Linked DNA regions of Mus musculus: regions 1, 2, 4, 5, 6 and 7 are each linked to region 3. The links are chromatin contacts, called in public HiChIP or PLAC-seq, Micro-C and promoter capture Hi-C maps. All regions are on one chromosome and are shown on one strand. Each heading gives the region's core, a stretch centred on a gene start, on an enhancer-like site or on the middle of the called end of the contact. The rest is flanking DNA. Distances are from core to core; before and after follow the strand shown.

Region 1 (2,700 bases), core at 86-2,585, 690 kb after region 3:
CTTCCACAATGGGAGCGTGAGATCGTCACATTTCTCTGTGGAGCATTGAGGTGGAAACTTAAGGGTTCTTTGGAAAGTCGGTTGGATGGTGTTTTGCTGGGGCAAAGAGCTGATGAAAGAATGTTCTGCTAAACCAAGCATGCGAAAGGACATGTGATAAAGGATTCTTTGCTAACAACAGGTATGTATTGGTCTGCCTTACACTGTGTACTTAAGCTGCATTTGTCAGGACTCCATAGAGAGAAGCACACCAAAATACTTCTGGTGGTGCGCTGCAGTTTCTTGCCACTTCTGTTGACTCAGGCTAATTGGCAGAGTGATGTCAGCTGAGACAGACGTGCTGAGAAGACAATTGATGTTTGGAGGGTATAAATGGGACTCGATGGACAGTGATGGAGGCAGAGCTTGGTTCACTAGTACAGCTAGCTGTGCAATGCTTGTGGGTCTCAAGTCTTCGCTGATCTTCTCTTAGCTGAGAGAGGCACAACCCAGAACTTCTCCTGAAGTTCCTTCTGATTCCTCCTCCTGCCCATGCTGAGGCTGAGGCCTGGCTGTCTCTACTAGGTAGTGTCACCACTGCTGGACTGCTGGTGTGTCCGTGAAATGTTTGTGATTGGATCGAGCTACTGCTGCTGACCTGTGAACTGCTGATTTCCAGACAACACAGACTGGAGTTGCTCCCAAGAACCTTTCTAAACAGGTCCACTTCCCCCATAGCCTTTCTTTCCCACCCTCTGGTGGGTGGTGGACTAAAATGGAGGTAAAAGCATTTAAGAACCATCATTAAAAATAGGAGTTTGAAAAAATTTTAAGTTACAGAGCACTGTGCCAACCCATATTAAATCTACAGCAGCTTGTGGCATGAGTGTCCTTGTTTTGTACCCTGTTCTGTTCATATACCAGCATGACAGATATAGGGAAACCTAATTTCAAAATCTGCACCATGCTTGAAGTGACCTGACATTACTCACACCCTATGCCCATTTCATAATTCATTCAAAACCTTTGTATTGAGTAAGCATCAGGGTTCCAACGTTTTCATCTTTCTTTTATTCTGTTATCCCCTTTACATAAAAAAGCAGACAGTTGTTCATCCCATACTGTCTTCCTGTACTTCTCTTATTTTCATTTTCTCTTCTCTTTCTGTTTCCCCTCCTCCCCATTCCCCTAAGAGGTTTGGTAAACGTAAAGCTCCCCGCAAAGTGCCAGACACATGAAGTCCTGGAAAGCATTGCCTATGATTATTCATTTAACAAATACCAACTAAGTGTTTCCTGTGTGCCAAGGGTCATGGCCGGCACTGGGTAACCTGGTGACTAAAGAGAAAGAGGTGTGGATTTGCAGCAGTGGGGGTAGGGGGGTGGGGAGGGGGGAAGCTCACAGTGACAGTGTCCACTCTTAGAGGCTGTGATGTGAAGACTTGTCCTGAAGAACAAAGGAACATGCCATAAGTGAGTTTACTTGTTTTGCCATTTCTTTGAGAACCTGACATACTGATTTGTGCTAAGCAACACACACACACACACACACACACACACACACACACACACACACACACACTCAGTAACTACTCACTCAGCTTTGTCATTAATTATCAGTGAATGGAATGTGGCCAGCCATTTTAAATGTGAAAGCAGTTCTCCCTCCTGGAGAAATTGGAAGCACTTAGAACTAACTTGAGTTTTTAAATTAATAATTAATTAATTAATTTTTCTACCCCTAAGACACAGGCCTAGCTCTTCTTTGATCCTCATGTCTGTGTCTAAATGTGTCCTCTGTAGCTGTTATGACAGTCTCCGCCCCTACAGTAGACTGACTAAGGTTCATGGAAGCATCAGTCTTAATCCCTGAAACGCATGTTGATTACATATGTGGGAAAAGAGACTTTGAAAATATGATTACATTAAGAACATGGGATTATCCTGGCAGACCCCAACTGTAATCACACACAGCCTTATAAAAGGAGTCAGAGGGAGATCTAATACGGAGGGCAGAGGATGGTGCAGTGGATTGCCAAGGCAAGCTGGAGGACACTACAAGTCAGTGCGCAGCCTGGGCAGAGTCCTCTAGTCCTTTGGAGAATATGGACAGCTGCTGACATTCCGATCTCAGCCTAAGAATTCTTATTCTATATATTCCTGCAGCTTTAAGCCATTAACCCAGCGGGCAACTCGTTACAGCAGCCACAAGTAACCAATACATCCTCTTCTGTCTTCTTCATACTTCTGTTTTGTCGTCTTTTTTTCATTGAACCTTCATCCCTCCCTTTATTTTTCTTTATGTACATTATTTATGTTTCTATAAAATACATTCCATATGTGTTCTTGTAACATTTGAGCCTGCCAAACTGTATGCCCGCTTCATTGTGGATTTCTTAAACATTGTCGTTTGGAGGTCAGAAAATGTAAGACGTTGTTTAGAGAAGTAGATAATGGTTTTCAAACTTCTTTCTGAGCTTGTCAGATACCGATGGTGGAAGAATGCTCATCTGTTACTTTTTAACAGAGGAGATCTTTTGTTCAGTAAATGAACTGGTTTGTACTAACCAGTCTATTGATGCCAGTACGTTCAGTGAGCTGATGGGCAAGAAGAGACCTTGCTAGAAGATACGGCAGACCAGTGACCCATGGGGAGCCTCCTCTGCACCCCAACATCTGGCATGGTCCTAGGGAATCCCAACTCCTCTTTAAAAAATTATTT
Region 2 (2,700 bases), core at 82-2,581, 870 kb after region 3:
AGGGAATGGAATTAGGGTCAGCATAGCATTTAAACATCTCATCACACGCACACACACACACACACACACACACACACACACACACACACACACACTTAAATACATATTAGACCTGCTGACCAAGTGTTTAAAATGGGTGTCCGTTAACTTAGAATTTTCGAAGCAAAAATAGTTTAAGTTTGAATGTAAAGAAGAAGACTTTGGGCTAGTGAGATGATTCCACAGCTAACCATGCCTGCTACCAAGCCTGATATCATCAGCTGCTTCCCTGGAAACTCCATGTGGAAGAAAAGAATAGACTCCAAGGGTTGTCTGCTGGCCTGTGCACCATGCAATACATACATACATACATACATGTCTAGACCTTCTGTTATGGTGACATTGCAGATTGAACTTGGGTACCCCCAAGTGAGGAGCAAGCACTCTGCTGCTCTTACTTTCCAACCTAGTAATTCTTTAAAGATGTATTTTATGTATATGAGTAAACTATAGCTGAAGACACACCAGAAGAGGACAAAAAAGAGGGTTGTGAGCCACCATGAGGTTGCTGGGAATTGAACTCAGGACCTCTGGAAGAGCAGTCAGTGATCTTAACTGCTGAGCCATCTCTCCAGTCCCTGGTAAATATTTTTAAAAAGAAGAAAAACATTAAAAATAATGCATGGATGCCAAACCCCTACATGAGAAAGGAAAATCTGTATAAGCATTAAAGGAGTTTAAAACAATCATAACACAAAGTTTTTCTGTAATCAACAACATTAAGAGATCTGTATACATAAACATATAGTTAAATTAAAAGGTAAACAAAAAACCGGTATAACTCAGAAACAGGTGCAGCAAGGGCTTGAAGCCTTTATATTGTAAAAACAAAACTCCAGGTCCCAGCCCTCCAGCCCCTAAGACTCTTCGAAATGGAGCATGTATTTAAAAAAGTCACTTCCTGGCCTCAGTTTCCAGGCATAAAAGCAAGCACCAGGAAGATAGTCATGTGCTCATCCACCTCCACCCTTGCACACATACAACCTAAAACCGTCTCCATCACTACCAGGTTGGGGGGGGGGGGGGGGGAGAAGGAGAGGATGAGCGGAGTCTCTAGTGTATTGCGTACACTGCGACTTCCAACCCCGTAGAAATTTTCACCCAGATCCCTCTGTGAGGGTGAACTGAGCTCTGCCTGAAAAAGGAGAAGTCGCAGCGCAGAGTGGCCAGGTTTCCACACCCAAGAGGCATCCTGATCATCCGGGAAGCATGGCCTGCACACAGTTTTAGCTAATGACTTCACTAAGGAGAGCCCACTGTAGTCTCAGGTTCCTCTAACTGAAAGGCCCTCGGGACAGTCCAATGCTTCCTCCCTCGAGAAAGTGGGACTTCTCCAAACCCGCAGTCACTCCACACCTCCCAGAGAGGGAACTCTTCAGGCTCCTCCCAAAGACGGGCCACGCCCACTTGCAGCAGACCACGCCCGCTATGGGGAGGCTCGAAGTCCCTTTGAGCTGGTGAAGATGCCCACACTGCCTCTGGGATTCCTGATGTCTGGAGGAATAGGGGGAGCCCTACACCTAATAATTCAATCTGGGCCACATGCTCACTTAAGACAGGGGTTGGAAGTTTCTCTTCTATTCTGTGTTGCTAGAGGAGCCCTCCACAACCAACCTAATTCCTAGCCCCTCTGGATAGTTAATTTTAAAGAGAGCATTAGATGAACGCACAAATTCTTATCCCTTCAAGTACTCATTCAACAACCTTTTAGTAGGCAGCGACTGAGGGAGTGGGATTCAGCATTCCACCCTATGCCCGCCTGCGTACAGATTCCTTAAAAGCCATTGCCAGGCTGGGGAAAGCACAGACAGTAGCGCTGGACTAGAGACAGCCCAGCTGCTAACAAGACCTGAGCATGTTTTTGACTGTAGTGCTCTATCTCCTAGATGCTGTGAGGATTTTAAAAAGATGCTGTGGTCCAAGGCCTTACACATTGGAGTTTGACATACCCTAGACAGTGGAGAAAGGTCTCAGGTTCTAATCTCCCCCCGACTCTTCCCATCGTTTGTTTGTTTGTTTGTTTGTTTGTTTGTTTGTTTGTTTCCATCTTCAAACTTTGCTACCTGTACCATCTGCTGTGAAGGGGACCTGGGCAACTCTCCTGCATCCCACGTTCACACTGAAGCCCTGGTCCTCCAAGTGAAAATATGTCACATGAGGAACTTTGGGGAGATTTTAAGGTTAGAGCAGGCCATGAAAGGGGGCACCCTCTCGAATGGAGTTAATATTCTTTTATAAGAAACACAAATGTTGAATCCATGGCAGCTCATGCCTGTGATTCTAGCAGGAATTTGAGAAGCCGAGGTGTAAGTATTGTGTGTTTCAAGTTAGACTGAGCTACACAGTAAGTTCCAAGGCAGTCTGAGCTATAAAGGGAGTTTAAGGCTAGCCTGAGCTACACAAGCAGATACTGTCTTCAAAAACAAATGAGGATGGGGAGAGGGAAGATTAAACACACACGCACGTGCACACACACACACACACATGCACACGCACACCATGTGGGTCCATAATTATTAACCAGCCACCTTTAAAAACCCAGGCAAGATCTTCACCAGGCACTGGATCGCCCAGTGCCTTGACCTTGGACTTCCCACCCTCTGGAACTGTGAAAAATGTCTGGTGTTTGAGGCACCCAGTCCTGCCTTACAGTAGCCCAAG
Region 3 (2,771 bases), core at 28-2,527:
GTTTACTACCGAGCTGGAGGCTACGTGGTGTGCTGTCGCCCGGCAGCCTGCGTGACAGCACGTCTTCCACGCCCTCCCAACGCCATCTGAAGGCTAGTCGTCCGTCACCCCCTCCTCACCGCCGCCACCCTCCTCACACCCCGAAACCAACCCTACAAAAGGGATGGGCGCCCTGGAAAACTCCCTTGCCCAGCGGCAGCGCAGCCATTCCTTAGACGCTCCGCCCGCAGCGTTCCCAGGCAGCTCAGGCGGCGGCTACACAAAGCGGGAGTGAACAGAAGAGGACCGGGCGCACTGAAGGGAAGCCGGCCCTGTGCAGCCGGCCGCAGCCCATGGGGGAGGGGAGGGAGGGGACGGGAGGGCGGCGGCCGCGCGGGGCGTCCCGGTGGCGCCCCTCGCCCTCCAGGCCCGCACTCCATCCCGCCGCGGGCCGCGCCCAGGCCCCGGCCCCGGCCGCCGGAGCTATGGATGTGCAGAATCCCGGGCCATGCCGACCCCGAGCGCATCACTTACCCCTCACCGCAGAGAGGGACCGGACCGGGAGGCGGGGCGCGGCGCGTCCCGTCTGTCTCTGCCACGCTGTCCTCCCCCCACCCCCTCGCCGTTGTCGTCGTCGTCGTCGCCGCCGCCGTGGAGCTGGGGGCCCCTCGGTTCCGCTGGGCAATAACGTTATTCCACACACGCCCCACACATAGCGGGAACGGCAGCGAACGGCAGCTCAGTGCGCAGGCGCCTCGCAAAGGGCAGCGAGCCAGGTCCTCTCCCTCCTCCAGCCAGGGCCCAGCGATGCCTCACTGCGCAGGCGCCAGACCCAGACAATGAAAGGGGGCTTTGCAGAGGGTCTCACCCACACGCTCTCGCAGCTGCCCACTGCGCAGGCGTGCCCTCAAGACAGTCTTGAACAATAAAGAGCCGCTTGGCTGGAGTGGGACCGCAACCAACCAGGACTACGATTCCCAGCGGGCAGCGCGCCAACTCCACGCGGAGGGCGGGGCTCTGAGCAGGCTAGGAGTTGCAGTGTCCGTCACTTTCACAGTTTGGCTGTTTGGAAGATTTACACTTCATTTTCTAGAGAAAAACAGTTTTGACAGAACTCCTAACTAAAACCGAGTTTGCAGTGAATGCTTGCGAGGGCTCAGGGATCAACTCCACACCGGCCCGTTTTGAAGAGTCTTAAGTCCTTCACCGGGCCGGTTCTGTCAGCGAGTCTATCCAGCTGGCTGAGGATGGCAGGACAGCGGGACTAATCCAAGCGATGCAAAAGGGAAAGGGCGCGGCGCGCCAACCCGTCTCTTGGCAACAGCCTCAGGCCGCTAAACTGTCGGAGTGGCGCTCCGAGCGCATAGCCCTCTGGGAAGCGTAGTATAGCTGGAAGGCTCATAGGACTCTCGAGGCTGCAGGCTTTAAGCCTGAGAACTACAATTCCCGACGTTCACCATGAGGGCCAGGGGGTAGGAAGAGCCCCTAGGAGCTCGGTCCGGGGTTCCTGGTTCCCTAGTGACAGCAGCGACAGGAAGCAGGCAGGCATCCCCTCATCCCCAGCGCTAGGCCTGTCCTCGGAGGGGTGCACTGGATACTTTCCCGCATAACTCCCATCTCTGACCCCATGGCGAAGTCCCCAGGGAACTCTACCCTGGAGGACAGTCTGGGGCAATACCAACGGAGTCTCCGGGGTGAGTTGCTCCGAATCTCAGTGCCTAGTAGCTCTTAGGTACCACGGGCAATAGTGGGTTGTTTTTTGTTTTTTTGTTTTTGTTTTGTTTTGTTTTTTCCAGAGACTTTCCTTGAGCACTAGCCAGGCTGTGGAGGAAGACGACCGATGTTGCTCTGACCTTATGGATGAAATCTTTTAGTTTTGTTTTTAGGATTAAGCAGCATTATCCTTATCCTTGTGGTTGGTTACCTGACCCAACAAGGAACCTACATCTTGATTTAAGTGTCTTATCAACCAGTGCCAGCACAAACTCATGGGCAGCTCCATGCCACTTTTACCCTGTTGCCATACTGTTGCTGTTTAATTCAATAAATTCCTTATTTATATTTCTTACACATGCAAATTCTGGTGTAGTATAGCAAATCTGACGTATAAGTCCAGAAAGAAAACACTAATAGTTATTTGAAATAATACAATATCTACTGATCTACATTATTTTCATATAGCAAAGTATTTAAAACTTTATCTCACTAATGACTCCATTTTACTGGTCAGGAAACCAAAGCCAAAACTCACACAGCTGGTTGGTAGCGGCAAAGGCATGTACAGAATTCAGGCCTATCCACCTTCAAAGCCTATGCCTTTCTTATTAATCAAGTAATAATTACTATAATCGAAGCCTAGCTTAGTTAATTCAAGTTTTCTGAGCAAAGAACCAGAAGAATAATTATCTGGCAAAGTGCTCTCCATACTCATAGCTAGCTAGCTCTGTTCTTTTGACCACATGTGAAATCTCCGGAAACTTGAGACTTTGTTATAGTGAATTCGTGGTGTCAACTACAACATGATTATTATGGAGAACAAGTTAACCAAAAGAATAATGAACATAAGACTGATTTATTTTCAGAAGTTAAGAAATCTGTAGCAAGAAATGTGTGCTAGGGGCTGGGAATGTGGCTTAGTATTAGAATGCTTGTCTGGTGTGTGGAAAAGAAGGAAGGAGAGATGGGCAAGTTAATGTGGGACTTAGAAAGATTTCACTAAAGACTTTATTCCACGGGTTATGATGTACTTTTTCCTATTCTGCATTTTCATAACCCCATATGCTATGGCCAAC
Region 4 (2,778 bases), core at 191-2,690, 940 kb after region 3:
TGTGTGCATGGCACATATATCAAGGTCAGAGGACAACTTTGTGGAGTCAGTTCTCACCTTCCACCTTTACATGGTTCCAAGGATTGAACTCAAGTCATCAGGCTTGTACAAGAGCTCTTGTCTAGCGTGTAGTTTTATATGCTCTGCCTTTAGCTCCTGGGCATGACCGCACTACCAGCCCCCTCCCAGCTTTCCTTAAATCACACACACTTCTTAGAACACACACACACACACACACAATTTTCAATTACAACTTGCCTTCTTGGCACAATTGCTTGGCACCACTATCTCCCGCCTGGAAAATCGTGCCCTTATCAATTCCTTATCTCAGTCCGATCAGCTGTCCTAAACTTCAGTTGCTCAACTCCCCTGACCACCTACCTGTAAAAGCACCCTATGTGGCCACTCTGTCTTGAGATCTCACATGATTGTCTGGTTCTCCTCTCTCCAACACATGGTAAACTTCATTCACCTTCCTTGTGTTTCCCTTTTCCCCCAGGGGCCCGGAAGTCCCGCCTGTACTTTCTGCCCAGCAATTGGCCCATGGCTTTCTTTACTGATAGATCAAGAACCAGTTGGGAAGCAGGATCTTAGCATCAGAATTGCCCCCTAAACCCTTGCCATTCAGCCATCTCACTAGCCCAAAGGCTATCTTAATACTCTCTCCCACTGTACTACAGAACATTTCACTGAGACAGATGGCCCCTGAAGTTTGGTTGGATTAATTACTGGCATACAAATGCCATCTCACTGAACCACAAGTGGTTGCTACTTCTTGATTAGTAGGATGAACAAGCACACTTCCACCAGCATAAAGGGCCAATGATCAATATTCAAGACAGATGACGACACAGGGTTTGTGTCAAGACATTCCTGTGGAAGGACAGTGAAAGTGCATGCAGGAACCAATTCTAAAAGCCTTTAAAAATAGGGATGGGGCGGGGGGAGGTCACTCAGAAGCTGCATGCCATCTAGGAAGGAATGTATGGATTTGCTTAAGCAATGGATCACATATGGCACACCCAGATACAACTAGGGTAGTCACAGGTTACGCTTGTGACAATCTGCTGACTCCAAAAACCCACATCTTTTACCCATAGGGAGAAGTGCAAGGAACCACTACTCTTGTAATTTAATGTGGTACCCCCAACCCACTACTGAACGTAGTTTTAAAGATGCTGCCTTTTGCTCTGGTAGGTGGCCGCACTACCAGCTCCCTCCCAGCTTTCTTGAATCTGCAGGTAAAAGACAGACATAGTTTTTCCTTTATAACTTGCCTTCTTGGCACAATTACTGGGTGCTGATATCTCCTGCCTGCAAAAGCTTACCCTTACCAATTTATTATCTCCATCTCTTCCATCTGCCCTAAACTTTAGTGGCTAGTCCCACCTAGCCCCTAATCAAGCATCCTTGGCCACCCACCTATAGTAGTGGCCACAGGACCCAGCTCCCCACTAGTCCTCACATGGTTGCTGTGTTCTTCCTCCAAAGCATGGCAGAAACTCCTCTACCTTCCTTGCATCTCCCTTTTCCTCCTGGGACCCCGTAACTCCCGCCTGTACCTTCGACTCAGCAATTAGGCCCCCAGCTTTCTTTACTGACAAATCAAGAACCAACTGGGAAACAGGATCTTAGCATAAGAACCACCACCTTCAGTCCCCCAAGGATACTTATGCTTTGGGTTTACTATTTCCTTAGGCAGAAGCAGTTCTAATGACTTCCAGGTGGTCTCTCCCTCCAGCTAGCCCTCGGCTCATGGGTCAAAGCACCAATATGGAATTCTTCCAGATGCTAAGTATTATTCTCAGTACTCCTTCGGAACCAAAAAAAAGAAAAAAAAAAAAAAAAAAAAGACAGGACAGGTTTACAGCCTGAAAGCACAGCACTGACTACCCACACCACCACAGATTCCAGTCTCTGTAAGCTCTGCAAGGCCAGCTTCAGATGTAGAATCTGCGAGTTCTGAGCCAGACCCCACAAAGGTGAATCAGTTTTTACTCCAAGGCACACAAACATTAGTAACGACCCACATAAACCTTTCGGGAAAGCAAGAAGAAATAACATCAGCACATGTTTGGGTAATGAGATATTGAGATCACGATCCCCCTTCATACAGTCCCAGGGCCTTGAGCACTTCATGCAAGCAGTCCACCACTTGAGCTATATCCTCAACCCCGACTTGTTTCTTTTGGTTAAAATTAAGTTCCTCACTCAATGAAGTTTGACTGTTTTTCAATGGCTTTTGCCATTCTTTGCCTTTTACTTGTATTTAATCCTTACAGATTGCCAACAATTTCCACCACTTTTAATTTGTCTTTTGTATGTCCCATGCCTTGTTAAATAATTGTACCTCCCATTATTGCCTGTGGGGAGCGGGTGTGGCGGCAGTCCTAAAGGCGCCAGGGACTGCAGCTAAGTCATATGACTTGCACCTGACTTCCTCATATAAGACACAAACATCTTGAGTGCTGCGCAGGTGTACCAGGATACAGGTGAATCCAATTTGGTGGAGATTTGCCCCTGCTGCCCTGATTAGCTGAAGCTGCGTGCCTGGTGAGGTGGCGTGGCCTGCTGTGCGTGGATGGGAACTGAGAGTATATAAGAGTGAGAGGCCCGGGTTAGAGGGGGGATTATTATTCGAGAGAGGATTACTATTAGTGGGGGAGATATAAAAACAAGGGAGATATATAAACAAGGGAGATATAAACAGGGGAGATATAAACAAGGGAGATATAAACAAGGGAGATATATGGAGAAAGAAGAAACAGGACTGAATAA
Region 5 (2,700 bases), core at 133-2,632, 890 kb after region 3:
CGAGCGCCCTCTTGAGACACTCACATTCCAGTGGGCCATATACTTTCCTCCTCTTATAAACCCCAGCTCGGAGACATATCTGCTCTGCATGAAATCTTTTTTACAGCGAAATCAATAGTACTGCCTCACCTGTGTGCAGAGCTCTGAAAAGAACTCCGGAGGCCTGGCGGCAGGACGTGGTGGCTCACTCCTCAAATCCCAGCCCTCAGGAGGCAGAAGCAGGAGATGACTGTAAATTCAAGGCCCGCCTGGTATACACAGAAAGCTTCAAGTCAGTCAAGGCTCTACAGTGAGGCTCTGTGTGAAAAAGAACACCATGGCTGCTGCAAGCAACAACATAGACATATACATGCCTCCTGTTCCCTAACCACTGATGACATCACCACCTCAGGCCTGTCACACAGGGACCCAAATTTAGACATGAGCTTTGGAGGGGACATCCTTATGTGGGCAGCATCGGAATCATGAGGGCATATGATATACAGTATACAGGGGTGTGACATGAGACAGGACTGAATACCCCAGCTTAGGGATGGAGACAGGGGACCGGCTGCTCATCTTAGCCTACACATTGAGACATTACTCTTAGAAATAGGAAAAAGGGGCAGGGTGAATAAGTAATTGTTGCAAGTAATAAGAAAGCTATTTCCTAATCTTAAAGTGACAAGTGTTAGGCAAGCCCAGTTTTACTAAGGTCTTGAGTTCGTTTGATAGTGAAACTTCCCAAAATGCTAAGGAAGATGGCTACCACATCTTCAGCATGCAGGGGCAGACGACAGCCCAACCGACCCTGTTCCCCCCTTAGTCTGACATCTTGCATGGAGGATAAGACTTTACTAAATCCTCTCCAAGTTCCAAGGGATCCTGTGAGAAGGGGGCTTTCACAGGGTCACACAGAGTTCTATGCTCTGTCCCTGAAGCCATCTAAGAACTGCAATGAGCCACAGTAGCCCCTGTGTGGCAGCCTGGCGTCAGGTCATGATTGAGAGTAAAGTTCTCCTTGCTTCCCTCTGTGGTTTTATACCCTGGGCAATGAACCAAGGGGAGCCCAGGAGCTTCTGCGAGGCGTTGCAGCTCCCACCCGCAGTGGCCCCTCTACAAAGGCCATGTCAGCGACTGATGCCTGCAGGGGCTCCTTCCTCGCCACCACCTCACTTGCTTCCGTTCTTCCCTAAGTCGCTCCATCTCTTCTCTTTCCAACTAGCCTGTCTTCCCACCCTTTGCTGACTCCGAAAAATGTGGGTCTCCACTCGGGCAGCAAACCACAAGAAGCCTCGAGTCTGCCTGGGCACAGAAGAAAGATCTCTTGGAAGAGTCCCTTGAGCACTAGTTTCTCAAATTAACAGGGTGGGAGAGAAACGAATCCGAGCAGCAGTGGCGGCAGAAAATGGGACATTGCTGCCACCTAGAGGCAACCAGCCTCAAATTCAGAAACTCTGGACCAGCCCAAGCTTGCTTGAAAGCCCTCCCTTGGGAGCCAGACAAGTCAGTAATGAAATTTCCAGGACGAGCAGGAGGCATCCCTGTCTCTCATCCAGCCATCGAATCTGTGGCTACAACAGTCTACAACAGACTTGAGAGTCAGTAGCTCTGTAAGGAAAGATGACTCGGAGACAAAGGGATGCATTTGACACAGGGACGAGAGAGAGGAGAGAGAGAGAGAGAGAGAGAGAGAGAGAGAGAGAGAGAGAGAGAGAGAGAGAGAGAGAGAGATTGTCTTGGGATTGTCAGAGCCTGCCCTGCTGGTCTGCACAGGTTTTCCCCTAATGGCCCTGGGATTCACAATACTCCAAGGAGCAAATGAATAGGGAAAATAGAAACCTCTATGAGGATGGCTTTGGCCTTCCTCTGAGTCCCCAGTCACTTCTGCCAGCAGCCGCTAGAGAACAGGATTTAAGTATTCATTGTTGTAATATTACATAATTTGTTTCTCTCTCCTTCCAAAAATGGAGTACGCTGAGCAGTTTTCCCTGAGTCACTGAGTCATGGAAAGTTTACCATTAGTTCTGCTTCCTTCCTAATGACTAACACTTTCTTAAGAAAGTTTTCAAAGATGGATAGATGACTCAGCAGGTGAAGGTGCTTGTGGCACAAGCCTGACTAAGTTCAGTCCCCAGAACCCCCTTAAAGGTGGAAGAATATGACCGCTGGCACACTCTACAGGGCTAAGGAGCAATATGTGTAATACATCTATAAGATTCCAAATGAAAAACACACTGTATTCATGCTATAGATTTCCAAGCCTTCTTGGATAATACCCAGTAAAAGCACAGTACAGCATGCAGATAGAAGATCTCCAGGAGACAGGTGTAAAACCCTACTTTGACACATAGGTGGGTCTTTTTAAACCAGGCCCTTCCTTCAGACTGGGGTTTGATCCCTGCAGACTTGCAGGGCAGCTGCACATTTTCCAGCCTTCTGGACTGTATACATTTCTGATCTTTTCCTCTGGGTCCTGCACATCCTGTCTCCATAGGATGCTGCTTTCTCTGCCTCTCAGAGCCTCAGTAGCAATGCACCCTCTCTTTCTCCTGGGGTTCTCACCCAGAGTACCCAATCATAACCCAGGGGAGTGTTCAGATAGAAAAAAACAAAACAAAACAAAACACCAGGATTCCTATGAGTCGGTGAGAGAGCAAGCTTGGAAACAATTATCACTAAGAAATTTCTTGTGACAGATTCAAGAAACAGGAAGCAGTG
Region 6 (2,700 bases), core at 176-2,675, 920 kb after region 3:
AGTTGGTGACTACAAGGGATGTTTGTAGATGGCAGGGGAGGGATCCTGAGCACAATTGCTCCATACTGGAAGGAATTCTGATCAGCTAGGCACCAAGACACTACACACTGCCCCAGTAGTAGCCATAATTTAATTAGTGATTAATTAGATATGCATACTAGTCTCTCTGGGTTGAAGATTATATTACTTTAAATATTCTTTGTTTTTCTATATTACCTGAATTCTGGAAACAGGTGTTATTTTTAAAACAACCCACCCCTGTTTACTTGGGGGGGGGGAAGCAGCATGCAGCACACATGTGGAAGTCAGAGGACAACTTACAGGAGTCAGTTCTCACTTTTTAAAATTAACGTGGGTCCCAGGAATTGAACTCTGGTCTTCCGGCTTGGTGGCAAGTGTCTTTGTCCACTGAGCCATCCTGTCAGCTTAAGGGAATGTTTAGAGAGTCTATGCAAATGAGAGAAGTCTCTTTAATCATCACAGAAGGAAGGAAAGATAATGAAGAGATGCTGTCCCCAGCTCATGACTCCCCAGCAGACACTGGAGAGAGTTATTTAAGGATTATACTTCCAAACTTGAAAATCTGAAGAAGAAAAGTCATAACTGTCCTGATGGCTAATCTTCACTGTCAACTTCAATCTCCTAGGAGACACATCCCTGGGCATGTTGAGGGGGTGTTTCTAGAGGGGCTTAACGGAAGTGTGAAAACCACCCTGGTTGTGAGTGACATCATTCTACAGGGTGGGACCCAGACTGAAAGGAAAAAAAAAAAAAAAAAAAAAAAAAAAACAGCCTTGGCCCAGGCTTCCTGTCCATGCCATCAGGAGCTGCAGATGAATATTTCTCTTCCTACTTGCAAACTTTGTTTGATCGAGCCCTGCCCTGTTTCCAGGCCAGCCTCTTGTAGACAATGCCAGTGTTTGTTTTGGGCTTAGTTTTGCTATGGTATCTGAACAACCATTCTACAGCCATTCTCTTTCCTGGCTGAGACTCGCTTCTCTGTGTAGTTGTGCAACAGTGATGGTTGGTGGCTTGGTTTGAATCATATTCCTGAACAATTAAAAACCTCTTTCAATGGCTTTAGTAGCAGCGGCCTTCCATAGACTAGTGTCATTTTAGACCAGGCAGTGCTGGATTCCTTTGTCCCTGTGACAGCCCTTCTCAGTTCCAACTTGCAAAGGACACATGCAACACCAGATCCCTGACCTTACGTTCCCCTTGAAGCAATGTTTGTAGAAAAACAAGTTTAGTGGTTGATAGTCTGGGTCACTTACCTGTATGGTTTCTCCCTGACACCAATTTCTGCCCTTACGTTCTATGCGCAGCTATGCTTTCTGTTAGAGACGTTCAAAACAGGCTTTCTCTAAGCCTGAACAGCACTGCTTAGCACAACTTTCCACTCCACCGTGCATCATAATCCCCTTTGAGTGATGTAAAGGGATCAGGTCTCACAGCTCTGCCTTGTACTTTTCACAGCATGCCCCACACAGAGGTGGCTCAATTTCTTGCTGCCCTCAGAGGAAAACTTCTTTGAAGAAGGAGGCCCCTGCCCACTGCTGCCCAAGCCAAGCCGGTAATGCAGCAAGGCTCTTACTGCCTGGGCCTCTCTCCTCTCACTCCGTGGCTACATGGCTAAATGAGAGGATTGCTTTTGCTTTTTGTTTGTTTGCTTGGTTGGTTAGTTGGTTGGTGGGTTGGATGGTTGATTGGTAGGTTGGTTAATTGGTTTGGTTTGGTTTGGATTTTCAAAACAGGATTTCCTCTGTGTTATCCTGGGTGTCCTAGAACTCACTCCATAGACAAGGCTGGCCTCGGATTCAGATATCTGCTTCCTAAGTGCTGAGATTAAAGGCACAAGCCATCACTACCTGGCACATTTTGAATAGGTGCTTACAACTTACAACTTTATGGTTGGAATTCTTTGCAAAGCTAGGAATTCTTCCCCCCAACTCGACTCAGGTGTTAGGTATGTGTATATATCTGCGTGCGGGTATGTGTACATGAGACCTGCTGCCATGCTTCCTGCCATGAAAGCTAGCAAATCCCCTGGAGTTGGAGGTTCAGGAAGTTTTAGCTGCCTGAGTACTGGGAACTGAACTTCGTCCTCTGAAAAAACAGCAAGCTCTTGAAACCGTTAAGCTATGTCTCTGCCCCTAAAAATTATTTTAGAATGTGAACAGTGGTCTACTTGGGATGTTTTGAATATTTTTTTTCTCAGTATTTTATAAAAGTTTGGTATACCCAGCTGCAGAGCAACCCTGCAGCCACGGGGCTAAGCAGGTCTAACACCCCTATGCTGTCTCTATGTTGTCATGTGACTATGTTACCCTGAATGTCCTGAATACAGACACAGCTCTTCCAAGGAGAAAGGGCTTTACAAAATGTATCTAGAAAGTCAACAGGTACTATCTACACACAGCTGATAACCCTACACAGCTGATTGCTATGGTTTGGATGTAATCAGTCACCAAAGGGTTTCAGGTGTTAGAAGGTGTTGGGAACACTAAACATTAAGATTAACTATTAATATATGGTAACTATTAATATATTAATATTCTATAATATTAATAACTATTAAATATTAAGATTAAGAATTACAATAACTGTGGCAATGTAGAAATTATCTCACAACATTAAAAAAAAACAAAACCAAAGATTATTTTCTAGAAAATAAATAATGCCGCTTTAGATATATAAATT
Region 7 (2,738 bases), core at 41-2,540, 930 kb before region 3:
TTAGAAAAAATAGAGGTGCACAATGCTCTGGCCACTCCTTGAACCTGTGTGTCTGCCAATGTTTTGACCATTCCTTGAACCCATGTGTGTGCCCACTGCTGCACCTCACTGCCAGGTGTTTGTGATATTGGTTGCTGGGAGAGTCAGAAAATCTCCCCAGCAACCACAGCCCAGCCAATCCGGAGTTGCTACACCTGCACCAGACTCTTTCCTTGTACCCCTCCCATACCCATTTCTTGAGAATAGACATTGTTTAGATCTGGAAATCCCCTACTCCCCCCTTCTCCTTCCCCCCAGGGCCTATAAAAACTGAGACCCCTTTCCCCTCAGGGTCGACTCCTCTACTCCTGCGTGGGATGTGAGTCGTCCCCAGAGCTCTAGCTTTCCCCGAATAAAGCCTCATGTGGTTTGCATCAAGCTTGGTCTCTCATGAGTTCTTGGGTGTCCGCTATTGTCCTGAGGCCTGAGCGAGGGGCTCCTCTCGGAGTCTTTCAATTTCACACTTAGATAGCTTCAGTCAGAGGAGTCTGCTGGGGCAAAGACAGTAAGAGACTAAATTATGTACAGTCCGGCTGTGTGACTTCTAAAATTAGTAAGTTTTTAAAAGTCCATTAAGAAGAGAAACTAGAGGGGTTTTCTTTCCTTGATAACACTAGGAAATGTGACCCAATACAACCAACAATATACAGGGTTTAATAACTTGAACCATTGGGCCATTTTGTTTCTTAGTTATAAGGATAACATTTTCCCAACTCGTATCAGGGATAAAGCCATATAATGAATAAAGTGGGTAAGCGCAGACTATAATCAAACTATAGCAACATGAAAGCTTTGTACAAAACTTCAATTTGCATAGAGGTGAGGATGTTTCGGAGACGAAAGACTGTGGTGTTGGCCTGGAATTAAGCAACTATGAACTGGGCTCCTTTTCCGGGTTTAAAATAACAAAATATGTTTGACTCCAAGTTGGGAGTTCTTTAGCACGCATGTACCTGGATCCAGTGGCTTGGTCAAGGGAGAACTACAACTCCCAGCAGCACCGGCGAGAGCGCAACTTCCGGGCCTAGAGTTTCTCTTGCCCCCTCCCTTACCACCACCCCACTTCTCTCACAAACAAGCCGACTTTTCGCTTCTAGCGTCGCCGAGTTCGAGATGGCATTGGCCATTGGCGGCGGACTTCCTACCTTGCAAGGAAGGGCTCAGGACTCGGCTAAGAGGAAAGTCGGGTCATAGAAAGCGGGAGGTGGAGGCTGCGGCTCAGGACGCCCAGGGACGTCATGTCCGCTGGGCGGGGCTTCCCGATCCCGCGCAAATCGAAAGGTCCATGGCTGCGCTTGCAGCAGCCGCTCGCCGCCGTTCTGAACCCCAGGTGAGCGAGCGAGCCCCTATGCGGGCGGCCGGGCGGTCACTGGAGCAGCGGGCCGTGTGGAGGAAAGTGGGGTCCCCATGACTCTGATCCACGTGCCTTCTGCCCCTCGGCGCGAAACCCGGATCTCCGGGAAGTGAGCGGGAGCGTGGAGCGCCTGCAGGCGACTGCCTCGGCCTCCGGGTCTCCCGCTTTCCGCAGAGGCGGGCTGACGTGTGTCCTTACCAACACTCGTACCTAGCGATGAATTCCCTTTGTATATGCTCTCTCCTGTGCAGGTTTGAGGAGCCACGGCGCCTGGAATGGACTTGTGTGCTATGCCTGTTCGTTCGGGAGACGGGACTAAGGTGAAGCCGCTGCTGCTGTTACCTCGGGTACCACCGGCGACCTTCTGGTGTTGATGCGCCACATGGCACTCAGTCACTTCTATACTAAAGAGGAAATATTTATTCGAGATTTAGTTGGCCTAGAAGAAAGAAACTTAAGGAAATTTCACGAAATGTAATTATGTCCCTCCCCCACCCCAACCCCCCCCCCCCCCAGCATGCACGAAATCATGTTTTAGAGACGTTGTCTTTTAAACGTAGTGGACTCGTTTTACACAGACCCACCTGCACCCAAATTGGCTGATGTTTAAAATTACGGGTTCATGCCCCCCTTTAGGGATTCATAGTTAATGGGCATGACCTTAAAGGTAAATGAATCTCTCAAGTGTCAGGGCTGCTAGCTAAGGGCATGGCCACTTTCCTGTGGTGTCAACAGGGCACCTCTGGCTTATCCCATAGTCTTTAAGAACATGATCTTAGGTCTGTTGAATCAGGTGCCTGTCCCTGTGACCTCACTGCTGAGAGAGGGGAAGGTAAGAGTGGAAAATCCCAGAGAGCTCAGCCTAAGACCTAACTAGCCTGGTGGACGCAGCTCAAACAAACAAGGTGGACTGCCTTTCACATCCTCCGATTCAAACTCCATCACGCATGCATCATACACAGAAAGAATAGTTGCAGAGGGTAATAGCCTTTGCTCTTGCAACCATGAGGACCTAAGTTAGAATCCTCCCCCCAGCCCCCTCCCCATTAAAACCCCCTGTGCCTGAGCCTGCTGGTAACTGCAGAGATTGGGAGGCAGAGGTGGCAGATCCCAAGACCTCATTGGGCCTAGTTGGTTCCGTAACACCCTGCCTCAAGGTGATAGACAGGTAGCAATAGAGGAAGACACCCAATGCCTTGCTCTGGGCTCTGCATGGATGTACCCACACACTCATTACATGCACACACTCCCTAATACAAATACCTGATCTTAGATGGTAATACTGTATTGGGAAGTGGCAAGCAGCTGCTGGAGTTGGAGTAGGAAGGCGGGGGTGGGGTGGGGG

The links. Promoter capture Hi-C pulls out the DNA fragments that hold promoters and counts their contacts. A called contact is a pair of places that touch in the nucleus more often than the background predicts. HiChIP or PLAC-seq counts read pairs in DNA pulled down with a chosen protein or histone mark.
Region 1: a FOXA1 HiChIP or PLAC-seq map of pancreatic cancer cells shows a contact between it and region 3. The contact joins the enhancer-like site here to the promoter of Sdccag8 in region 3. A contact is called at or near these places in 3 of 39 promoter capture datasets (the C10 cell line, frontonasal cranial neural crest and hippocampal neurons) and 3 of 115 datasets of contacts at active chromatin or transcription factors (bone marrow-derived macrophages, microglia and pancreatic cancer cells).
Region 2: an H3K4me3 HiChIP or PLAC-seq map of the 230-238 cell line shows a contact between it and region 3, with 7 times the contacts expected there. The contact joins the enhancer-like site here to the promoter of Sdccag8 in region 3. A contact is called at or near these places in 10 of 39 promoter capture datasets (the 3T3-L1 cell line, the C10 cell line, cranial neural crest and 6 more), 11 of 115 datasets of contacts at active chromatin or transcription factors (the 230-238 cell line, T-cell acute lymphoblastic leukemia, astrocytes and 8 more) and 1 of 9 other capture datasets (adipose tissue).
Region 4: an H3K4me3 HiChIP or PLAC-seq map of bone marrow-derived macrophages shows a contact between it and region 3, with 4 times the contacts expected there. The contact joins the enhancer-like site here to the promoter of Sdccag8 in region 3. A contact is called at or near these places in 4 of 39 promoter capture datasets (cranial neural crest, embryonic stem cells, hippocampal neurons and 1 more) and 5 of 115 datasets of contacts at active chromatin or transcription factors (astrocytes, bone marrow-derived macrophages, embryonic stem cells and 2 more).
Region 5: a promoter capture Hi-C map of hippocampal neurons shows a contact between it and region 3, with 6 times the contacts expected there. The contact joins the enhancer-like site here to the promoter of Sdccag8 in region 3. A contact is called at or near these places in 13 of 39 promoter capture datasets (the 3T3-L1 cell line, 3T3-L1-derived adipocytes, the C10 cell line and 8 more), 2 of 484 Hi-C or Micro-C datasets (bone marrow-derived macrophages and muscle stem cells), 19 of 115 datasets of contacts at active chromatin or transcription factors (the 230-238 cell line, the NIH/3T3 cell line, astrocytes and 14 more) and 5 of 9 other capture datasets (adipose tissue, bone marrow-derived macrophages, embryonic stem cells and 2 more).
Region 6: a FOXA1 HiChIP or PLAC-seq map of pancreatic cancer cells shows a contact between it and region 3. The contact joins the promoter of 1700016C15Rik here to the promoter of Sdccag8 in region 3. A contact is called at or near these places in 11 of 39 promoter capture datasets (the 3T3-L1 cell line, the C10 cell line, the HPC-7 cell line and 7 more), 9 of 115 datasets of contacts at active chromatin or transcription factors (bone marrow-derived macrophages, embryonic basal ganglia, embryonic stem cells and 4 more) and 4 of 9 other capture datasets (adipose tissue, embryonic stem cells, liver and 1 more).
Region 7: a contact with region 3 is called in a Micro-C map of embryonic stem cells, with 5 times the contacts expected there. The contact joins the promoter of Exo1 here to the promoter of Sdccag8 in region 3. A contact is called at or near these places in 7 of 39 promoter capture datasets (the HPC-7 cell line, cranial neural crest, epiblast stem cells and 4 more), 2 of 484 Hi-C or Micro-C datasets (CD4 T cells and embryonic stem cells) and 7 of 115 datasets of contacts at active chromatin or transcription factors (the NIH/3T3 cell line, acute myeloid leukemia, astrocytes and 4 more).

Annotation. Positions count from the first base shown.
Region 1 is chr1:177,503,191-177,505,890 of GRCm38.p6, forward strand. No RefSeq gene overlaps it. Among named protein-coding and RNA genes, the nearest start is that of Gm29856, 48 kb to the left of the region's middle. Within about 2 kb of position 1,336, at least 7 of the 459 cell types and tissues checked have an H3K27ac peak or open chromatin away from gene starts, as enhancers often do. A contact at or near this core is called in pancreatic cancer cells, where this site is marked.
Region 2 is chr1:177,680,075-177,682,774 of GRCm38.p6, forward strand. No RefSeq gene overlaps it. Among named protein-coding and RNA genes, the nearest start is that of 2310043L19Rik, 38 kb to the left of the region's middle. Within about 2 kb of position 1,332, at least 45 of the 459 cell types and tissues checked have an H3K27ac peak or open chromatin away from gene starts, as enhancers often do. A contact at or near this core is called in the 230-238 cell line and bone marrow-derived macrophages, where this site is marked.
Region 3 is chr1:176,813,383-176,816,153 of GRCm38.p6, forward strand. It overlaps Sdccag8 (serologically defined colon cancer antigen 8), which reads left to right and starts at 1,278. Exons shown (of 18, transcript NM_029756.3): 1 at 1,278-1,673. The coding sequence starts at 1,607. It also overlaps a transcript of Cep170 not described here.
Region 4 is chr1:177,755,746-177,758,523 of GRCm38.p6, forward strand. No RefSeq gene overlaps it. Among named protein-coding and RNA genes, the nearest start is that of Gm30115, 27 kb to the left of the region's middle. Within about 2 kb of position 1,441, at least 9 of the 459 cell types and tissues checked have an H3K27ac peak or open chromatin away from gene starts, as enhancers often do.
Region 5 is chr1:177,701,634-177,704,333 of GRCm38.p6, forward strand. No RefSeq gene overlaps it. Among named protein-coding and RNA genes, the nearest start is that of 1700016C15Rik, 27 kb to the right of the region's middle. Within about 2 kb of position 1,383, at least 193 of the 459 cell types and tissues checked have an H3K27ac peak or open chromatin away from gene starts, as enhancers often do. A contact at or near this core is called in the 230-238 cell line, the NIH/3T3 cell line, adipose tissue and 12 more, where this site is marked.
Region 6 is chr1:177,728,389-177,731,088 of GRCm38.p6, forward strand. It overlaps 1700016C15Rik (RIKEN cDNA 1700016C15 gene), which reads left to right and starts at 1,426. Exons shown (of 6, transcript NM_027077.2): 1 at 1,426-1,573. It overlaps Gm30115 (a long non-coding RNA gene), which reads right to left and starts at 1,687. Exons shown (of 5, transcript XR_373742.2): 1 at 1,275-1,687.
Region 7 is chr1:175,879,488-175,882,225 of GRCm38.p6, forward strand. Exo1 (exonuclease 1) reads left to right here and starts at 1,291. Exons shown (of 15, transcript NM_012012.4): 1 at 1,291-1,369; 2 at 1,645-1,713. Gm36360 (a long non-coding RNA gene) reads right to left here and starts at 1,268. Exons shown (of 3, transcript XR_373723.2): 1 at 1,185-1,268.